Regions from separate parts of the Mus musculus genome. Here regions 2 and 3 are each linked to region 1. Evidence: chromatin contacts called from public ChIA-PET and Hi-C data. All regions are on one chromosome and are shown on one strand. The core of a region is the stretch at or near the end of the contact, and the rest is flanking DNA. Distances in the headings are between cores, read along the strand shown.

The links. Hi-C and Micro-C count contacts between places; a contact is called where the count stands out from the background. ChIA-PET counts read pairs in DNA pulled down with a chosen protein or histone mark.
Region 2: a Hi-C map of Th1 cells shows a contact between it and region 1, with 2.8 times the contacts expected there. The contact joins the enhancer-like site here to the promoter of Arhgef6 in region 1. A contact is called at or near these places in 7 of 39 promoter capture datasets (the 3T3-L1 cell line, 3T3-L1-derived adipocytes, hippocampal neurons and 2 more), 1 of 15 datasets of contacts at CTCF or cohesin (pro-B cells), 3 of 484 Hi-C or Micro-C datasets (CD4 T cells, Th1 cells and double positive thymocytes), 1 of 115 datasets of contacts at active chromatin or transcription factors (the SCID.adh cell line) and 1 of 9 other capture datasets (liver).
Region 3: an RNA polymerase II ChIA-PET map of memory CD8 T cells shows a contact between it and region 1, with 45 read pairs. The contact joins the enhancer-like site here to the promoter of Arhgef6 in region 1. A contact is called at or near these places in 2 of 39 promoter capture datasets (both in the 3T3-L1 cell line), 1 of 484 Hi-C or Micro-C datasets (CD8 T cells), 4 of 115 datasets of contacts at active chromatin or transcription factors (CD8 T cells, T-cell acute lymphoblastic leukemia, effector CD8 T cells and 1 more) and 2 of 9 other capture datasets (adipose tissue and liver).

The regions. Positions count from the first base shown.
Region 1 is chrX:57,337,124-57,340,739 of GRCm38.p6, reverse strand. Arhgef6 (Rac/Cdc42 guanine nucleotide exchange factor (GEF) 6) reads left to right here and starts at 2,011. Exons shown (of 22, transcript NM_152801.2): 1 at 2,011-2,402. The coding sequence starts at 2,166.
Region 2 is chrX:57,165,937-57,169,552 of GRCm38.p6, reverse strand. No RefSeq gene overlaps it. Among named protein-coding and RNA genes, the nearest start is that of Gm14718, 33 kb to the left of the region's middle. Within about 2 kb of position 1,647, at least 4 of the 459 cell types and tissues checked have an H3K27ac peak or open chromatin away from gene starts, as enhancers often do. A contact at or near this core is called in Th1 cells, where this site is marked.
Region 3 is chrX:57,187,594-57,191,209 of GRCm38.p6, reverse strand. No RefSeq gene overlaps it. Among named protein-coding and RNA genes, the nearest start is that of Gm14718, 11 kb to the left of the region's middle. Within about 2 kb of position 1,664, at least 26 of the 459 cell types and tissues checked have an H3K27ac peak or open chromatin away from gene starts, as enhancers often do. A contact at or near this core is called in CD8 T cells, T-cell acute lymphoblastic leukemia and memory CD8 T cells, where this site is marked.

The sequences.
Region 1 (3,616 bases), core at 762-3,261:
AAACATGCAGACATCTTAGTAATAATAAAATAAGACAAAAACAAACAAGTCAAAATGCATTAAAACAAGCAAACAGAAGAAAAAGAGCCAAAGAAAAAGCACAAACAACACAGATAGATGCAATGACACCTGTACACACACACACACACACACACACACACACACACACACATACACACACACACACACACACACACACACACACACGGGAAAACACAGAGCCAGAAGCCACAATATAAATACAAAGGACCTATGGACCTATGTGATTTAAAAAAGAATAAAGTAAAAACAAAACCATACCTTGACAAAGTATTATGAGACAAAGAACGTCCAAAGTTGCCATTGAGTTCATTTTGAGTTGCCTAGCTACTGCTGGGAACAGGGCCTGCCTGTCCTTATAATAAGAGTGGTTTGTATAGTCCATGATATTCTCTTGGAGAAAATTAAGTTTTCATTTCTGAGTGGTTATTAATTAGGGATAGCTCCTGGATTAGGGAAGTGAACCCCCATCCCACATACACCATAAAATTATTTTGTTACTATTTCATTAGTGTAATTTTGCTACTGTTATGAATCATAATACAAACATATGACTTCTGAAATATATGGTATGTGATCTTTCTAAAAAGGTCCTCTAATATCCAAAGGGGTTGAGACCCACTGATCTAGACTGTGCATGATTGTAATGAAATAGCCTGTAAATATTAAAATTATTCAATTGGCCTGGGGCTATAGCTCAGTTGGTAGAGTGCCTGTCTAGTGTGTACAACATCCTAGGATCAACCCCAAACACCCCGTAAACTGGATTTGATTTTGCATGCCTCTAATCCTCGCATCTGGGAGGAGGAGGCAGAAGAATCAGGAGTTCAAAGTCAGCCTCAGCTACAAGAAACTATCCCTATCACTATCACCATCAAAAAAAGCAGGGAGACAGAGAACAACAAGAACAGGATTGTGAGACTTAGCGGGAAACAGCTATAATTAACTGGATGCCTCACATACATGTGGAGAGGTGCTGACGGCCTGCATTTGCCAACATTGAGCTATACAATTAAACTCTGCCTTATCATAAATTTCTCTATAGTATGACTATTTTACCTGGTACTAAAAGTGTTTGACAATAACAAACCTCTCTGGATTCATGAGCGAGGCTGGTTTGCAGATCACTATTTTAAATGCATCGTGTTTGTTGATGACAAGAAGTGAATCTTTCAGTCTGTAGTGTAGACAGAGAAGACAAGTGCTCTTTTGTTCTCAAGTGCTCTGTCTCCAAACATATTTCCCTCATTTTCTGTGACTGTGTCTAAGCCTTTGCTAAGGGTGCTGCAGCTGGACTGTGGAGTGGAACCAGGTCCAGAAAAAGAATTGCTAAAGAATGCAAGTAAACAGGATGTCAGATGTTATCCTTAGCCTATTTCCCTAAACATAGCTTTTTTGGCTACAACGTAAAATGCCATTCTTCCAGCTTCTGCTTAAATGCAGCGATGGCTGACAGCAGGGACAATCTTCCTTTGCTTGGCAAGTTTGTCACCATGCGGCTCCACATGTTTTGTAAAGAAGGCATGATCGTGACACACACTGTCACTGTGAGATTGTCTGAGGACATCCGGCCATTTCTGGGAGGAATTTTTTCAGTCCACCTAAGTCTTTGTTTGAGCTCTCTTTTACCAGCACAGCTCCCCACGAGGCTCAGATCTGTCTGACCTAAGAGCCAGTTGGCATCCTCCTCCTGACAGAAGCCAGATTTTTCACTGAGACTAGACTGTATTGACAGTGTTTTCCCAGTCTGCCCCATGCGTGTCTCATTTCCAAGGCTCTGTAAAGTGCTGGCTCACTCCGGTTTCCACGAGCACTTGCTGACTTTTCTGCCTCCCCAGCATCCTCCTCACTTCCTTTCCTTACAGCTTCTTGCACTGTTGTACGTGTTCCTCCCCCCACCCCACCCCCCCAAAGAAAAACCTAATGAGTTTGTTTTGCAAGTTTCGAAAAAGAACCAGTGATGTTCTCTCAGGAGTTTGTCCATTCCTTATCATTCCTTTCCATATCTTTAGGTATGATCTCTGTGGTTTAGAAATCCCACGTTCCTCTGTTGTCAGAGAAAAGTTGCCTTAAACCTTTGCCCCGCAAGCACCAGAAGAGCGCTCATAAAAGGAAGACAGCAGCAGATGCAATCACGGATGTGGCTTAGTCTTCACAGCTGCCCCGAGAGCTGTTCAGAGCGTCCGAGAGCCTCAGTCATGAATCCAGAAGAACGCCTTGTGACATGGCTTATATCTTTGGGAGTTCTAGAGTCTCCCAAAAAGACTGTCTGTGATCCAGAGGAGTTCTTGAAGTCCTCGCTGAAAAATGGGGTAGTGTTGTGCAAACTCATAAACAGACTTCTGCCTGGCTCGGTGGAGAAGGTAAGGTCATTTTGCTGTGTCTTTGGGATTACTTTCCACCACAGAGCAGCAATAATATCATTCTTGAGATTTTTCTATTGCGGGGTCATGGGAATCCCCTTCTTCAATATCTTTCTAAAAGTTAGGCGTTTTTATTTACTGTCCTTGTACTTTGAAAAAGTCAGAAAACGAAATATTATCCTTCAGTAATTGACCCCCTGATGTTACCTTACTAAAGCTGGGCTACAGGACTGCCAATCAGGGATAGGAGGACAACCTTATTGTGTACAAGTTTGCTGTGGTTGTGGAAATGCACATTAAACTTCCCCTGTGCACTTTAGACATGTTTTGAGCATGAGTCTGTGGGATAATGGAATAATTTTGTTGTAGATCTTTCTGGTGTTTGAAAGTTTGCCTAAAAAAAATGATGGAGACTTCCTTGTTTGTTTGTTTGTTTTAAGATTCATTGAAGAAAAGTCTATTCACAAGTGTCAATGTTACTTAAAACTCCCCCAAAACCAAAGAGAAACCAACTCTATGCATTGAAGGCAATGGGCATTCAAAGTGAAACTAAACCTTGCTTTAAAAAAACTTCAAGAGTTTTGAGGTTAGAAGCCCATGTTATGACAGTGGACAGTTTCTAAAGTAGGTGCTTTTGTGTCATTAAAGATAGAGTACTTATGATTCTTTTCTTAAGGTCATTGTGCACATAACTTAAATAAGGGTCTTTTGCCTTTTGGAATCAGTTCTATGTTTATGGAACAAGTAGATTTACTTATAATTTTTCAAATGTGAGAAATGGTGATTAAACTGATAAGATACAGAGAGACATAATAAAAAATGTGATGCTTAGACATAGTGAAATATGAACAAATTATCATGAGGAGTAGAGGGAGGTGATCAAAGTAACCTCAGGCAAAAGCAGGACTAAACGATATATATTTATATATACATACGCAGACACACAAACACACACACACACACACACACACACACACCTCAAACTGAGGCCGACTGCATCAATGTGTGTGTGTGTGTCCGTCCGTGTGTCCGTGTCTCTTAGTTTCTCCGATTTGCTAGCACCACAGTCGAGTAGAAGGTATGAGAAAACCTTAAGTAGAAGTGGCTTGGAGACCTCTGAAACAAAAAGCAACCGTTCAGGCATTTGCATCACTTCCTTCAGTGGTTACTTCTCTTCCTGGATGGAGAGCAGGGCTGCCCTCTGCCTTCCAAAG
Region 2 (3,616 bases), core at 398-2,897, 170 kb after region 1:
TGGCTGTTTTGCTTCCTAACATAACGCTTCAAGGCCCATCCACGCCACAATAGCTATCAGTGCTTCATTCCTTTTTATGGGTGAATGATACTCCATTGTATGGACATACCATGTATCATTTCAATAAAGGGATTCAATAGAACCTATGGGGAATGGTGAGCAGGAACTAGGACAGTTTTCAGCAGGAGGGTGGGATTGAATTTAAGACCTGTTCATCAATTCTAGAAGTCCTGAAGACAGGTTACAGAAACATCATGGAGGATTGCCATGGCTTTTTAGGTAAAATGGAGCCCTTTGGCATAAGGTTTTTGGTGTTAATGTTTTCCTCAAATTTATTTTTCCCCTGTGGTTGTTTCACCTTAAATACACCTCCTCTCAGAATATTCCCCACATCGTCCTCCCAATGTCTTTTCCCTTTAAATGAAAACTACTGAATACAATTTGTGCTGCCTATACATGGGTGTTGGGCTATCTACTGAAGCTTGACCAACGTACCTGAACATGACCCTCTGTACCCATAAAAACCTCACTATCCGTCTCCCAGTACCAAGCAACTGCCTGCAGCTCCTCATCTAGGGATGGCGCCTCCTGAGCCCCTTTCCTATTCATGCTGGAATGCTGACTGGATTAATCTTGTCCCTGTCTTGTGTAGGCAACCACAGCTAATGTGGGTTCTTATGTGCAAGGATTCTGTCATGTGCAGAAGACACTATTATGTAGTAGTCCTATCCAACCTCCAGCCCATACTGTCTTTTTGTACCTGCTTCTGTGATGCTCTGAGCCTTGACAGGGAGGAGCTGTGTACTCAAGTATCTGTTCTTTGGCCGGATGATGGGCAAGAGTTTTTAACAGACCAGTTTTCAGGCTTAGTGTACTAGACATGCTGATCATTTGCCTGCCTACTGCCCTTAGGCCCCTAAATGGCTCCAGAATGCCAATTCTTTCTCTGTGCTTTCTGATGACTGCTGAATTGGCAGGCATTGGATGCAATCATGTCCCCTTTCTTAAACAGATTAATTCCCTATGTAGAATTCTTGAAGCCTGGTTTTAAAATAAATGGTGATCTTAAACGATTAGGTTCCTCTTCTTAGCATATGGAAATCTCAGAGTCTGAACCCTCAGATTCACCAGATCTGGCTAAAGTGGAATGAAAAGGCATATTTGCAGCAAGTTGTATGAGAGGCCACATAATAAGGGCAAAAGTTCTGAGGTATCTAGTAAGTAAAAAGGAAAGAATACAATAGATATACAGAAAGAAACTGAGATGGAGGACAAGATTTGGTCTTCTGGAGAGAAAGCCAGGAATGGTAACTGTATTGTTCTGGGTGCTTAAGAATGCTATAGGATGCGATCTTCATTTTATCTGTGTCTCCATGATGCTTTGACACATTTTTACCAAACCAGTTTTAATGGGTCTCTTGCTTGCATTCCAAGAGACCTCGATGGAGGAATGTGCACGAAAGATACTAAGTTGAGTGTTTAGAGTGGAGTGGAGGAGGAAAGTTGGGATAGCAGATGTTTGTTAGGATGCTGAGCATTGGCTCTTTAGCACTGAGGCAATCTTTCAGCCTCAGGGTGGTGGGAGGAGATTGTGCCTGGTATCTGGCAGGGTAAAGTACAAAGGAACATAGGCTTTATGAGAGCTTCCTGCCCTGAGACAGATGTATATTCACACCGGTGTAGGCACATGTGTATGTGTCTCTATGTGGCCTATGGATGTAGAGGGAATGGGTTGGCAAGGGGGAGAAACTTGAAGAAAATCCCAATCTTGGGCAGGATATGCAGTACATTCTTACACCAGAGTAGTGTAAGGGATAGTGTGGCTTAACTGTTGATGAGTTCATTCTTAGAGCTACATCTTTCAAAAGCATCATAGAACAAAGTCACTCTGCTTCAACATGTCTCTCATGATAACAGCTGTAAGGAAGTTACAATAAAAGCTTGGAGGAGGGATAGGGTATCTTAAAATTGTATTTCTAGAATTTTCTTCTTCAAATATATATCTATAGAGATGTGCAGACTGGAGCCATGAAACTTGCAAGGCATCAAATACATTGCTCTCAAATGTCTCAGTGTCCTAAAGCAAGGTACCCTGGTAGCCCACTGACATTGGAGAATGTGTGTATATAATAATGCTATCCCCAAACTGGCACCCTCTTGAGTAAGCAATGTAATATAAACTCTATAATCTAACCAATGGGTGGGCTCCTATCTATGGGATCTGCACTTGACACCCATTTAGGTGTGGAGGTGATATAATGAGTGTGTACATCTGTGTAAAAATGAAATCAATACAGATTTTTGTGAATCAGATATACTTCAATAAAGCTGTAGAAAAACTTTATTAACTTATAAGTTTTGGTTTGGTTTGGATTTTGAGACAGGGTCTTACTAAACTTAAAGTTACTTATAGCCCAGCCTGACATTGATTGCTTAATCCTCTTACTTCAGAATCCTCAGTATTGAGATTACAGTTGTATGCTTATTTTTTTTCTTGCATCTTACCAGTTCTTGCTATGGAGAATATCTCTCTCTCTCTCTCTCTCTCTCTCTCTCTCTCTCTCTCTCTCTCTCTCTCTCACACACACACACACACACACACACACCCCACAGTACCTTTAAAAACCTATGATAAGCCTACACCCAGGGGCCCATTGGTAGCAGCTGGTCACATAGCACTGTTAATTGGAACCCTTTCTATTTAACAGATTCATGTCAGTCTTCCTGGCCTTCTAGTCATGCCAGGCTAGCATGCCCGTGGGCTCCTGATGTACACCAATCTGGCAGAGAGAAGTAGAGCATTGAAACAATCCTGCCACCTGCTGCCCAAAATGCTTTCCTAATCTTTTGGCATTTTTTCAAACTCTTTTTGTTTTAAAATGCTTCTGTTGGTCTTTACTTTATAGTTATAAAAGTAACCTGCCTTGCTATAAAAGTGTAAACAATGAACCAAGCATTGTTCTGCATACCCATACTTCCATCACTTGGACAGTGGAGGCATGAGGGCAGGAGCTCAAGGCCGGTCTCAGAATCACAGAGATTTTGGGGTCAGCCTGAGCTACATGAGATTCTGTGCTTAAAAAAAATAAAATAAAAATGCATGGGCAGAAGAGACAGCTCAGTTGATAGCCATTGTTTTACAAGCATGAGAGTGCGAGTTCCCTCGCTGGGACCACATAACAAAGTCCAAGTGCCAAAGAAGTAGAGCTAGGTCCATCTTGTTAACAGGCATGCTAGCCAGTCACCCTTAAGAAGTGAGTCAACAAGAGGCCTCATCTCAAAGGATGTAGACAACATTCCTGAGGATGGCACCTGAGGTTGTTCTCTGGCTTCCATACATCTTTTCACTGGCACCCATATGCACACAAATATGCATGCTCATGTGCATATACATGCATAGGTGATTTTAAAATAAAAGCAATAAAAATAAAAGTCTATCAAGTCAAACATCAATGTGCTCATCCTGAAATCTCAACCTCCAGTGGTACCGACTGTGGCCAGTTTACTGGATATCCTTATAGATCTCCTTGTTTGGATAAGTACCTAGAGGGTCCCTTCTCCAGTCATTTCCTCATTTGTGGGGCGACCCCTGGGTGCTAAGCTAGTTCGCTAGTAG
Region 3 (3,616 bases), core at 415-2,914, 150 kb after region 1:
TTCTCCCCACCCCTGCCACCCTCCCCCCTGCCATGGCTCTCCTCCAACCACAAGGCCGAGAACACCAAGTCCCATCTATCTCGATTCTGCCTATCTTTATTCACCAATAAGAAATAACTTGGGGATAAGATCACTTGGGTCTACATGCAGACTCTCTTGCTTCTGGGGCAACTAGGCCTTGGGGGCCCCATTAAGCATTACAATACATAGCAACAGACCAAACCTCTGTTCACTCAAGCACCTCAGAAATCAGCAGAGTCCAGCAAGAAGGCTTTTTCCAGGAGCTACTGTCATTGTGAGGTCTAACAAAGGCTCTGAGAATAGGCCTAGAAAACATCATTGTGCTAGCTATTATTACTTCAAATGCCCCACTGTGGATCTCCATGCAGCTCCTTTAGTATTTGTCTCAGTTTTTTTTCTCTTAGTTACCCTTTGTGATTGCATTTGACCCAAATAGGTTGACTGTCTTTTTGACTAGTTTAAAGATATTTGGGGCTTTAATTACATCTGCAACATCTTCCATATTTGCTTCATAATATAACTTAACCACGGGAGTATTATCCTATTACTCGTTAACTTCCCATAGGCAGGCAACTAGATAGAGCTATGTAATGCATAAACATGGAGGTGTGTGTGCAGGAACCTTACGAGCCATTGTACAACTGTACTTATTATAATAGCTCTACAATGTCAATAATCTCTTATTCCTTTGCTAGATCATAAGCAAAGAAATGGATAAAAATAAGAGACTGGGTATGTATATGCACATATATCTTATATGTAATTCTAGGTAAAAATTAATATGATTCTGCATGTTTTTTTTTCAAATACCCTTAGTGTATTTATTGTTCTTCCTTCTCTCTCTCATCCTCTCACCTCCATATTTATAGCCTCCTAATTTTTTCATTTCCCCTTTCAGAGTACCCGTGTTCTGCTTCAGAAATGTACCTATGAGCTCTCAACAATACAGTTGCCTAAGCAAAGCCAATATAGTGACACCACCAGTTGTCATGTCAATGTGGGCAAGGAAACTTTCACATGGTCCCACCCCTAGACAAAGAGCTGCAGGTGAGAGGGGGAGAATCAGTTTCCTCCAGGGACAAACTCCTACAGAGATTGTACAATCCTAAGTGACCATCCCTGTAAATGTGCTCATGTGAACAAACCGACATGGACTCAGTAGGTTATATACTCATGGGTGTACACACACACACACACACACACACACACACACACACACGTACGTACGTATATTCATGTAACAGTCACAAGTGAGGAGGCGATCATGAATTCTGGAGAAGGACCTGGGAGGAATTGGAGGTGAAGGGGCAGGAGTCATATAGATTCAATGCTTTCGTATGAGTTTTTAAAAACTTATTTTTAAGGAAGAAAATTACTTTGCACATGTCTGTTTTGGTTCACAGAAGACTTACCATTATGCTAAAATAAGAGTGGAGGAAGCCTTTAGAATTTTCTGAGAAGTCATACAACTTATGCTGGGCTGAGAATCCAGGCTGAAAGTCCTCTCTGGTGCTTATCACGTCACCTAGGTCAGTTGAGGAGCTGCTTGGCACCTCTTTGATTCGGGCACTCTCTCACCACAGGGTCTCCACACACCCATCTCTAGCTCCTGGCAAATACTCAGAACCTAACACCTGGGCACCATGTGATCTCCACTGTTTATGAAGAGATCAAGGGCATCCTGGGTGAGGGAAGTGAAGGGCTGAAGAAACAGCATCTAAAGCTGAATGTAAGGACTTCAGAAGATGACTAGAAGACCTCACTTCGACGGTGGTGGTGTTAGCTCTTTTGTTTTTTGTTTTTGTCTTATTTTAGTTTGGTTTTCGGCTTGGATGTATGAAATACCAGAGTAGTTATGTATTCTTTAACAAATATCGTTCTATTCTAGCATTCATTAGCTCCATTCTCCTTCTAGTGGACATGGCCCTGTTCTGAGACATAACTCAGAATGGATTCAGTCAGTATTTTTTTGTGGTACCTATATTGACATACAATTTCCACACCATAGGATTCACTCATTTAAAGTATAGACTTTAAAAATCCTTGCCACATGCATAGTTGTATAACCATCTGTTATCGCCTAATTCCAGAACATTTCTCATCAACCCCAAAAGAAACCATGCCCCCCTTTATCAGGCTCATCTCATTTCCTTCCTATACACCATTCAGTTTTGACTGCAGCAAGATTTCTGTCCCCCAAATTTTCCCAGCCTAGTGACGCACCTCCAGGGGAGGAGATCTGAAGACTAGTGTGAAGGTCTGTGTGCATTCTTGGTCAGCTGTCTGATGGTACAGACCTCTCTTTCAGCATCTCCATTTATTAGACTTAAAATGAAGGAGTTTGGACCATCAGAGGAGTCTTTGTTATTCTTGTAATCCACCCACAAAACACTCTGTAAACAAGGTACACATTTAGTTCAACAGCTCACCCTCCTCTCTTGCCCGCCCCCCCCCCCCCGTGTGTGTGTGTGTGTGTGTGTGTGTGTGTTTGAAAATCCTTGTGAATGTGTGTGTGTAGGCAAGAATGTGATGTGATGTTGGGTGTTTTCTTGACTCCCTTTTCAAGTGTTGAGCTTTCTATTTCTGCTAGACTGGCTATCCAGCAAGCTCCACAGATCGCCTGGCTATCTCCAGGCCTTCCTTCCCTGCCTGTCCCTCAGCATAGGGTTACAGAGTACGCTGCCATGTGGGACTTTTATGTGATTGCCTGGGATCTGAGGACAGGTCCTGGGACTTTCACAACAAGCACTTTACCTTCTTAAAAATCCTTCTAGTCCTCAGCCCACAGCCCAGCATTCTTATCCCTTCTCATCATGCCTTGACCTGTTCTCCTTATCTGCAATGCTTCCCACCCATTTAGAACCAACCTCAGCTGTTTCTCCTCCAGGAATCCCTATGTAGTTCCCTATTTTCTCTAAACTCTTCTGGCAGCCACACAACTTGGACCTTCCTTATATAGAGGAAATCTGTGTTTCTTGTGGATGGTTTCAGAGCCGCACCCTGCAATGCTATTTATTCTTTCTCTACCCTATGCCTCATCTGTTTGGTCTCTGATGCAAATTACCACTGCACTTCCCAGTGTGCATCGTAGGTAGTAAGGAAACAGTATGGGACTCACAGGGTTCCAGTACTCATGCTGTCCCCAGTCCAGGCTATGACCTAAGAAGCTATATATCATTGCAGCTCCAGCAACAATGTGAAAGCTAGGAAGAGTCGAGTTACTTAGTCAAGCTCATATGTATCACAGAGAAAAATTCCACGTGTGTCTGGTTTCTGTGTCTTTGACCTTCACACTATGAAGGCTCTTTTTATAATAGGCGATACAGAGCTGTGATGAGTCCAGGTTTCTCCTGTAACAGGTCGGTGGGTGTTGGGCCTAAGACAGAGTTGCACAGAGACTCCCACTATCTTATTACACTTCCTATCTCGAAAAACATCCCAAAGGCACCAAGCTCTTGATTGCTGCAGCTTTAGGCAATCTGTTAGGCTACTGAGAGGTGAGAACAAGTGTGGAGGCAAAGTGAGGCTGCCTTCCTGCATCTCAGCAGAGAAATAGTCACCTCAAAGGGGCCAAAGTTTAGTTAAGAACTCATTT